2 separate regions of the Cricetulus griseus genome follow, and region 1 is linked to region 2. A link is a contact called in public Hi-C data. All regions are on one chromosome and are shown on one strand. The core of a region is the stretch at or near the end of the contact, and the rest is flanking DNA. Distances in the headings are between cores, read along the strand shown. Region 1 holds the start of Nop2 (probable 28S rRNA (cytosine(4447)-C(5))-methyltransferase). Region 2 has its middle 20 kb from the start of Cd27.

The links. A called contact is a pair of places that touch in the nucleus more often than the background predicts.
Region 1: a contact with region 2 is called in a Hi-C map of the CHO-S cell line, with 3 times the contacts expected there. The contact joins the promoter of Nop2 here to the enhancer-like site in region 2. A contact is called at or near these places in 4 of 8 Hi-C or Micro-C datasets (the CHO-K1 cell line, the CHO-S cell line and liver).

Annotation. Positions count from the first base shown.
Region 1 is chr8:21,295,658-21,300,559 of CriGri-PICRH-1.0, forward strand. Nop2 (probable 28S rRNA (cytosine(4447)-C(5))-methyltransferase) reads right to left here and starts at 1,550. Exons shown (of 16, transcript XM_027428301.2): 1 at 1,391-1,550; 2 at 1,058-1,167. The coding sequence starts at 1,163. Chd4 (chromodomain-helicase-DNA-binding protein 4) reads right to left here. Exons shown (of 40, transcript XM_027428295.2): 38 at 4,354-4,552; 39 at 3,292-3,455; 40 at 2,543-3,146. The coding sequence ends at 3,129.
Region 2 is chr8:21,167,172-21,171,625 of CriGri-PICRH-1.0, forward strand. No RefSeq gene overlaps it. Among named protein-coding and RNA genes, the nearest start is that of Cd27, 20 kb to the right of the region's middle. Within about 2 kb of position 2,605, at least 3 of the 6 cell types and tissues checked have open chromatin away from gene starts, as enhancers often do. A contact at or near this core is called in the CHO-K1 cell line, where this site is marked.

The DNA.
Region 1 (4,902 bases), core at 300-2,799, 130 kb after region 2:
TAAAAAGGAGCAGATTAGGAGTTTATAAGAAACACACAAAATGGGAGCAGGACTGTAACTGGGAAGAGAGTCACTACAATAACTGAAGTGTGACAGAGGGAACCGGTGATGTGGTTCAGTGATAGCCCCCACCATTCACAGGATCAGGAAAGAAAGACAGAAGGTTACAAAGCACAGTCACTGTGTATCACTCCTTCACACTTTACTAGGAGTCAAGGCGAGATGTGGAAGAGGGGAGAGGGGACAGCCTGTGGCAAGAATGGGAAAAGCCTTGGGTTCCATTCCCATCACCTCCAGTAAAGCAGGGGAAGAAAAAAAAGACGATGTAGAGGCTACGAAGTAATCATCTGTCTGCCTGTTCAGCAACAACCCCAAAAGGGACACTCTGGTAACAGCACAACCTCAAACCCCTTCCTGCCCTTTCCTCTAGTCTCAGCTTATTCAGTTGTCAACTACAGTAGAGTTCGACCTCGCTAATGTTATTTTTTATACTCTACAAGAAGTTACGGCCCTTTCCACTTACAACTGTGTGTAAGACACCCGACTCCTCAGCATCCATTTCCTGACAAAGCCTCTGTTCTAGGACCCTAAAATTCGAAGACGCCGTACCTTGGGTCCATATCGTTGAGGACCTCTTTCATGGGCCTGTGACTGGCCAATACTTCATTAAACTGCACCTTCCATCCAAAACCGAACACCAACTCTCTTTGCAGTCTTTCCTCCCAAGCAGGGCCTCACCATACATAGGACTCAGACCCAGGCTTTCATCCCTTCTTCCAGACAACTTATGAGTGGCCTGTCTGTTCCCAACTCTTGCTTGCTAAAACCAGGCTCGACAAAACCTTTCTAAATTCACGAGAGCCCCTTTTCTGGAAAGGGCTCCTCTCCTCGCACACCGGGGTACCCGTGCCCCAGTTGCATCTCACTTCCAACACGGATAACTACGTTCTGACAAGTCACATCTATGCAGCAGGTGAAGGCGGTCGCGCAAACGGAAAAAGGCTCTGATATAAAACCGAGCAAAGGCTGGGCGGGGTCAGGGACCTACGACCCTCACCTGCAGGCAAGAATTTGACCAGTTCAGTCTCTGCACCCTTCTGTTTCCGGGCCTTTCGGCCGGGCCCACGCTTCTCCTTCTTCGTAGGGTCCAACTTACGCCCCATGGTACTAAAGCAAAGAAAAACGAGGGAAGACGGCGATGTGGATGCTGGAAAGGGATCGCAGGCTTAGGCTCAGCGACAATACCCGGGAAGGAGCACCGCCCGGCCCAGAACCTGCGCTCGCGCCCCCGGATGGGCCCCTGAAGGCACAGCCACCAGGCCCCCGCACCGCGCCGCGCCCCCTCGGCAGGCCCAGGTCGCAAGCCCGTCCCGGGATCCTGCAGACGCACCTGAAACCTCCGCTTGGCTAGTCCTGGCTCCGGACGCCGGTCGCCTCCAGCCAAGGCCCGCTCCACGTGCACTCGGGGAAGAGCAGCCAGACAGCAAGCCGACCAATTGTATCGCGCACGCGCAAAGCGCCCGGACAGGGCCCCGCCTCTTCCGGCGGCGGCACCGGAACGGACCAAGTACAGGAACGCGCGCATCACCGGCTCCGGCGGCTCGGGGAGGGAAACGTGCAGCGACGGGCTCCTGCTCACTCTGCCCTCCCGCCGAGCGTCAGCTTCTCTCCGCGGGTTCCAGCTTAGGGCGCCCGAGGTAGCCATGCTCCTACCCAGAACCGCAGCTCTCACCCTGGCATCCTGCGAGCTGCCTTAGATCTCAGGATCGCGAGCTTCCACGGCTCCGCTCACCGTTCCCCCACGTTTTCATTAAAGCCAAGCTTCCCCTCCTCGCTGGCCCTTTTCACTTAGCATCGGCCTTCCTCAAAGCAGTACTAGAGTTGCACTTTCCAGACTCAGGAGATGGCTCAGTGGACTAATGAGCTGGAGCTGGCTGTCAAGCGTGACAGCCAGAGTTGATTACAGGGACACACCCACATTGTGGGCTTGGGAACCAACTCTTGCTAGTCATCCTTTGGCCTTCACCTGCACATTAATCCTCCCCACAAATACGTGTAAAAGAAACAAACAAAAATATATAAACTGTAAGCCGGTGTGGTGGTGCACTCCTTTAATCCCAGCTCTGAAAGCAGTTTGGAGGCCAGCCTGGAGTTCAAGGACCCAGACCTACACAGAGAAACCCTGTCTTGAAAATACAAACTAGGAAAAACCAATCACTGAAAAGATCATGTAGGACACGTCCTTAATTCCCACACTCAAGAGGCAGAGGCAGAGGCAGAGGCAGAGGCAGAGGCAGGCAGTACTTGATGACAGCCTGTTTCAAAAAGATAATTGTGTATAATGTTCCCATGTAGAATGCTTCTCAGCACCTAGGTGGCCATACTGGCCTTGTCTTCACAACTACCAGGCAGGTACGTTTTGATGCAAGACTCTGGGAGTAATTTGTAGGTCAGAGCCTACAAAGGGATGATGGAGCAGCCTCTTGTTCCCCACAGCAGGCAGCACCTGGCACCCACACTCACCCACACTGAACCAGATCACTAAAATACAAGGAAACTTTTATTTTTCAATTCTCATGAAGAAACTTGTGGTTTTTTATGCTTTTGGTTCTTTTCCTTTTTTTTCCCCCCCAACTTTATTTTAGCCGCTCAGTGGCTGGAGCCGCTGGGTTCCTGGTATTAAAAAGATGCCAACAGAGGTAGCTGTGTCTTGCCCAGGGGCCCGGCCCACTCTGAATAACCCCCAAAAGGAGAAAACACAAAGTAAACCAACAAAATAAAACCAAAAAGAGGAAGAAATTCAGATCATTTTCTTCAAGCCTGGCAAAATCCACAACAGTTTGTAACAGGCGCACGGTGGGGAGAAGCCAGGGTCCAGAAGGCAGCCAGCCCGCAGCTCCTTGCACATGGCGCCGCACTACTGCTGCTTGTCTCTCCAGCAGGAAGGGCACCATTGTCCCTCACTCCCTCCCTGCCCCTAGTGCACAGGGCTGCTCCTTTACAACTCAGAAGATGGGCAGAAGGAAGGCGAGGATCTCCCAGGCCCCCAGGGGGGCAGCCAGGACAAGAGAGAGTGAGGAAGGTCACTGCTCAGTGGCGGAGGTGGTGTCATCACTCTGGGTCTTTCTTCACTGCTGCTGGGCTACCTACAGGGAAAAACAGCCAGAGTCAGAACAGAGGCCAAGTAACCCTGAGGCCCCAGGAAGCAACCATTAGGAAAGCCAAGGACACAAGCAAAGTACAAATTCCATGGCTTTGTGGGAAGAGCTGCAACTGAAATATGGGTCCTACCTGCTGTGGGGGAGGTTCTGGTGCCCTGTTTGCCAGGCGGCTGAGAATGTTCCGCTCTGACATCTGTAACCTCACAGCAACTGGGGGGATTCGGGCAATGGTAGCTGGGAGTCGAGTCACGTCAGCTTTCATGTCACTCAACAGTTCTTCCAGCTGTTTCAGGACTGCAGAGGGGAAAAAAAAAAAAAAAAAGGTCGTGAGCTGTGGTAGTCAAGGGCACAGTTCTAACCTAGAAGGACTGGCTGCCCCACCAGCATGTACCAGGGTATGCCACTGCCTCTTGACATTCACTTAACTGGGCCTGGCAGAGCAGCCTATTCCTCACATTCTAGTTCCATGTGGCTTGTTTCCCATGTTGCCCAGGCTAGGGCTGGAATTTCTGAACTGAGGTAACATTCCTGCCTTGTCTCCTAAGTACCTGGGAATCCAGGCCTAAGTCACCACAGTTAGCTGATTCTGATTTTAAAGCCACCAACCCCTTTAGCTCAATATCCCTTCTATTCCCCCCCCCAAAAAAGGTTGGCCTCAAACTCACTGTAGTCAAGCATGAAGATGACTTTCTGATCCCCCTGCCTCTGTCTCCCTGTGCTGGGTGGGATCACAGGTGACTTTTAACACAGGGCTTTATTTCTTACAGTTTCTATTCTCAGAATAAGGGATCAAATGAAACAAAGTGTCTGTGCTCCTCCACTTGAGAAACTTAATGTCTAAGATTTCCCCTTTTGCATGTATGCCTTTCTACTTCCTGGATGTCTCCCACTGCCTTTGTGACACCCACCTTTTCCTCATTTCACCTCCACCCCTCATAATGTCTAACTTTAATTAGAAATACAATGTTGAAAGGGGTCTAGAGTTTGAAGGGATCTAAAATCACCTGAAGTCACCTCTAAAACATCCCAGATGACACTATTATTCAAGAACCCAATATACTAAGAGTTCAAAGAGAAAACTGCTGTCCTTGATTGCCTTGAAAGTAAAGATCCTCAGCAAGAAGCTATGGATGTTGGGGAGGGGAGAGTGGAGAGGGCAGCTGAAGGAGCAGGAGGCAGGGGAGCCACTGGCGACCTTTGTGTAAGACTGCATTGGCTGGCTTATTTCCTGCCATCGACTCCTTGGACAGGTGCTGGTGACTTTCTGCCAAACATTCCACCTCAGCAAAACGAGTGTTAAGGGCCATAGACGGGTGAGAGGGGTCCTCTGACATGTTCAGATAAGCTGCCCTTCGAAGCTGCTCCTCGATCACTAGGGCTTGTTCCAAGAGCTGCACAGGGAGAAAGAAGAGAAGGGGTTGGACTAATGGCCACTTTCTCAGCTCTTCTTCCAGTGAAGAAGAGTCTGTAAGAACTTCCGGCTGCTCCACTCCATCCCTCCCCAACGTGGCTCACAGCGCACCATCTCTTTCCCATTTGGAGGTCCACACTTTGACAATTCCCTACACTTTAGATCCTCATAGAGAAATCATAAAAACTCAACTTAGAAAAATGAAACAAATTAAACCATAGGTAATCTCCTCTCCTCCCCCTGCTAGAGATGTTAACATTTTGATAATTTTCTTCCAAAATTTTTCTATGTATACATCTTTTACAGCACTACTGAGTCACATATTCATGA
Region 2 (4,454 bases), core at 1,355-3,854:
TTTCTGTACATTCTAACATCAAAACACACAAACAGCTGGGCATGGTGGTGTGAACCAGTGCTTGGGAGGCGGAGACAGGAAGATAAAGAGTGTAAGGCCATTTGGTCTGTGCAGTAAGACCTACATCGCTAGACCACACAGAGACACCTTTGTGGTGATATTTTGTTTCTGATCTAACAAATAAAGCTTGCCTGAAGATCAGAGAAGCAAGCTAGCCACGCTAGTCAGCCATAGAGGGCAGGCAGTGGTAGGACACACCTTTAATCCCAAGAGCCATACTCCTTAGCCTTAGAAGCTATGGGCAGTGGTGGTGCAGGTTTTTAATCCCAGCACTAGAGAGGAATATAAGGGAGATGGAGACAGGAATGCAGGGCAGTCACAATGAGGACAGAATCAACCCTTTTGGTCTTAGCACTGATAGAGGTGAGAACTCTCTAGTGGCTTGGTTTCTTTGCTTCTCTGATCTACAGATTCCCCCCTAACATCTGTCTCTGGGTTTTTATTATTTGCACTACAGACCTTGTCTTAAAAATAAAAATAAAGTAATCAGGGACTACAGAAATGGCTCAGTGATTAAGAGCACTGGCCACTCTTCCAGAGGAGCTGAGTTCAATTCCCAGCACCTATGTGGCAGCTCACAACTGTCTGTAAATCCAGTTCCAGGGGATCTGACACCCTCACACCAATGCACAAAAAATAAAATTAAATATATATATATATTATATTATATATATATATATATATATATGTTTTTAAATCAACACATACTCACAGCATCCTATCTCTTATTCTAGCCCCTTTCCAGTCTGTCACATTCTTTAGCATGGATGTGCTTGTAGTTTCTCAGCCCTGGTTTCACACTGACTATCCTGAGGTCTTCTGAGGTCTCCACACTGCTGATCCTGGGGTCTCCACACAGCTGATCCTGGGGTCGCCACACTTCTAATCTTGGGGTCTTCACACTTCTGATTCTGGGGTCTCCACACTGCTGATCCTGGGGTCTCCACACAACTGATCCTGGGGTCTTCACACAGCTGATCCTGAGGTCTCCACACTTTTGATTCTGGGGTCTCCACACTACCAATCTTGGGGTCTCCACACTGCTAATCTTGGGGTCTCCACACTGCTGATCCTGGGGTCTCCACACAACTGATCCTGGGGTCTTCACACAGCTGATCCTGGGGTCTCCACACTGCTGATCCTGGGGTCTTCACACAGCTGGTCCTGGGGTCTCCACACTGTTGATCCTGGGGTCTCCACACTGCTGATCCTGGGGTCTTCACACAGCTGATCCTGGGGTCTTCACACAGCTGGTCCTGGGGTCTCCACACTGCTGATCCTGGGGTCTCCACACTGCTGATCCTGGGGTCTCCACACAGCTGATCCTGGGGTCTCCACACAGATGATCCTGGGGTCTCCACACAGCTGATCCTGGGGTCTCCACACAGATGATCCTGGGGCCTCCACACAGATGATCCTGGGGTCTCCACACAGATGATCCTGGGGTCTCCACACTGCTGATCCTGAAGTTCCCACTTTACTACTCGGAACTCTAGGAAAGGTGATAGTTTGTCCCATCTGCCTACTCTCTACCTTGTCCTGCTGCGTTCTTTACTATTTCCCTTCCATTCTGAGTGCTCTGCCTCAGGAACCGTGAGTTCTCACACTGCTCTCAGCCCTGGTGGAGAAGGCAGGAGCTGGGGATTCACTGTCCCAGGGCACATTTACCAGCACTGCACCCTGTACTGCCTATTACCTGACACTTGTTCACATCGCCCTACGAGGAGAGCTTCAGCGCCCATCCACCAGTCCACCCGTCCACTCATCCTCCCCTACCTGTTACGGCAGAGACAGACTCATTCACAGATCTTGAGCAATAAGCCCCGCTAACAAGTGATGGAGCCACAGAATGGTCTCAGGGTGGTGCAAACATTTACCTCAAATGGTCCAGTACCCCTTCAAATCTTTGTCATCTCACTGATCCTTGGGTCTCCCCTAGGACCCCCTCTTCAGCCTCCTCTGGCCTCACCTTGCCTGGGTCTATTATTCTCAACATTCCTTTCTAGGCAATATGTGCTCATGAAAATGCCAATTCTGACCTTACTTTTATGTAAAAGAGGTATCAGTTTTGACATGAGCAAAGTACTTGAATGAACATACCTCCAGGCAGTACACACAAAAGGCTGATAAACACAAAATGTGACAGTAACCGGGTATGGTGGCGCACACCTCTATGTCAGCACTTGGGTCATCCTCAGCTCTACAACTGAGTTTGAGGTCAGCCTACCTTACATAAGGCCCTCAAAAAAAAAAAAGAAAAGAAAAAAAAATCACCACAGCTCTTGCCCCCCATGGGAGTGCCTGTCCCTTCAGAAGCAGCTAGCCAAAATCCTGCAGGAATGAAGGGTCAGGGGCGGCAGACAACAAACTCACACTTCCGCCCAAACTTTCCCAGCCTAAGGAGCCACCGGAAGTGATGGCACTGCGGGAACAATTAGTCAGCCGAGTTCCCCTTCAAGTCACAGAATCTAACTCTCCATCTATGACTTCAGATAAGCTACACAACGAAACCCCAGCAACAGCACACAGGCTGTCATGGCAACACACCCACACCCCTCGCTGTCATCCTGCGCTACAGAGACAACATCTGTCCTCTTCAAAGGCAGCATGCAGCCAGGCCCCATGCTGGCATTCACCTGTCATCTCGTCAGTTGGGTGGGAGAGGCAAGGAATTAAAGGTTATCTTCCACTATACTGTCAGACTGGGGCTAACTGAGACTGCAGGAGAACCTCGCTAAATAAATAAATAAACAACATAAGCAAAGGATAACAAAAACAAAATTAGCTGGATATAGTCTCAGATTTATAGTCAGTGCATAGAACATAAAGATGGGAGAATCAGGTGTTCAAGGTCATTCTTAGCTACAAAATCAATCTGAGGCCATCCTGGACTACATGAGACACTGTCTTTAAAATGAATGAATGAATGAATGAATGAATGCAATAAAACCAGGGAGCCGACACAATGGTGCATGACTTTAATCCTAGCACCCAGGAGGCAGAGGAAGGAGGATCCCTGTGAGTTCAAGGTCAGCCTGATCTACAAAGGACAGCCAGGGCTCTGTTACACAGAGCAACTCTATCTCCAAAAATCAAACCAAAATAAAACTAGAGAGAAAATTCCAAATTCTAGTTTTGATAGCATTAGAAAGATTAAAACCTTACCAAGAAACTAATCAAGTAAACTGTAAGACTTACACAGTGAAAGTCATAAAACATTTAAAGGCATTAGTGAGTATTAAAGGAATCAGAAGATTCGGGTGTCCATGGAGTGAAAGACCTGATCGTGTTACAATAGTAATACCACCAAGTTCCACCTGTGTATCCAAGACAATGCCCATGAAAATTCCAGTCACCTCTTTTTGCAGAAATGAAACTAATGCTAAATTCACCTGGCAATTCAAAAGGCACAAAATAGCCAAAAATATTTTGGAGAGGCCAAAAAGCTGGCTCAGCAGATGAAAACATTTGTCCCCAAGGCTGACAACCTGAGTTTGGTCCCTGGGACCCACAACAGTGGAAAGAGAGCATCAGTTTCTGCAAGTTGTCCTCTGACGGCCACACATGTGCCATGAGACATTCAACCCACACCCAAATGAATCAACAAAACAACGTAAAAAAAAAAAAATGTTATTTCACAGAAGAACAAAAGCAGATGACTCATACTTTCTAGCTTCTTTTTCTTTTGTGAAAGATCTCGCTATAGCTCAGGCTGAACTTTAGCTTACAGTAATCCTCCTGCCTCAGCCTCCTAACTGCTGGGATTATATAGGCATGCACTACCACCCCAGTTTCTACTTCATGATGTCAAAACTTACTGTGAAACTAAGGTAACCAGAACTGTAGAACTGACAGAAAGACGGACGTAGACTAATGGAATAAAACTGGGAGTCCAGAGATCAAACTATATCATCTGATTTCTGTGAGGGTACCAAGACTATTCTGGGTGAAAAGGATAGTTTTTTCTGACTTGAGGCACTGAGACAACTGTGTATCTGCCAGAAGTGGAATGAAGGTTGACTTCTACCTAAGATGCTATTTTTAAAAACTTCTTAAAAACCCCACTTGAGGGTGTCACAAAAGGAGAGCATTTGCCTAGCATGTATGAAGCCACAGGTTCAATCCCTAGCATTTAAGTAAAAGGAAGTTAACTCAAAATAGATCCAAGAGTGAAATACAAGAATTAGAACTAAAAAACCATTAGAAGGAGACAGATGACAACCTCTGTGGCATTGGGTTGGGTGACAGTTTCTTAAGTGCATCACCAAGAGCTTAAGCAACAAAAGGAAAAATAGATAACACGTGACAGGAAAGGGACAGAGAATGAGTGGTAGGAAATACTAATTTGGGGTGTATTGTTGCTATTATTATTATTATTAGTTCGCTTGCTTTCA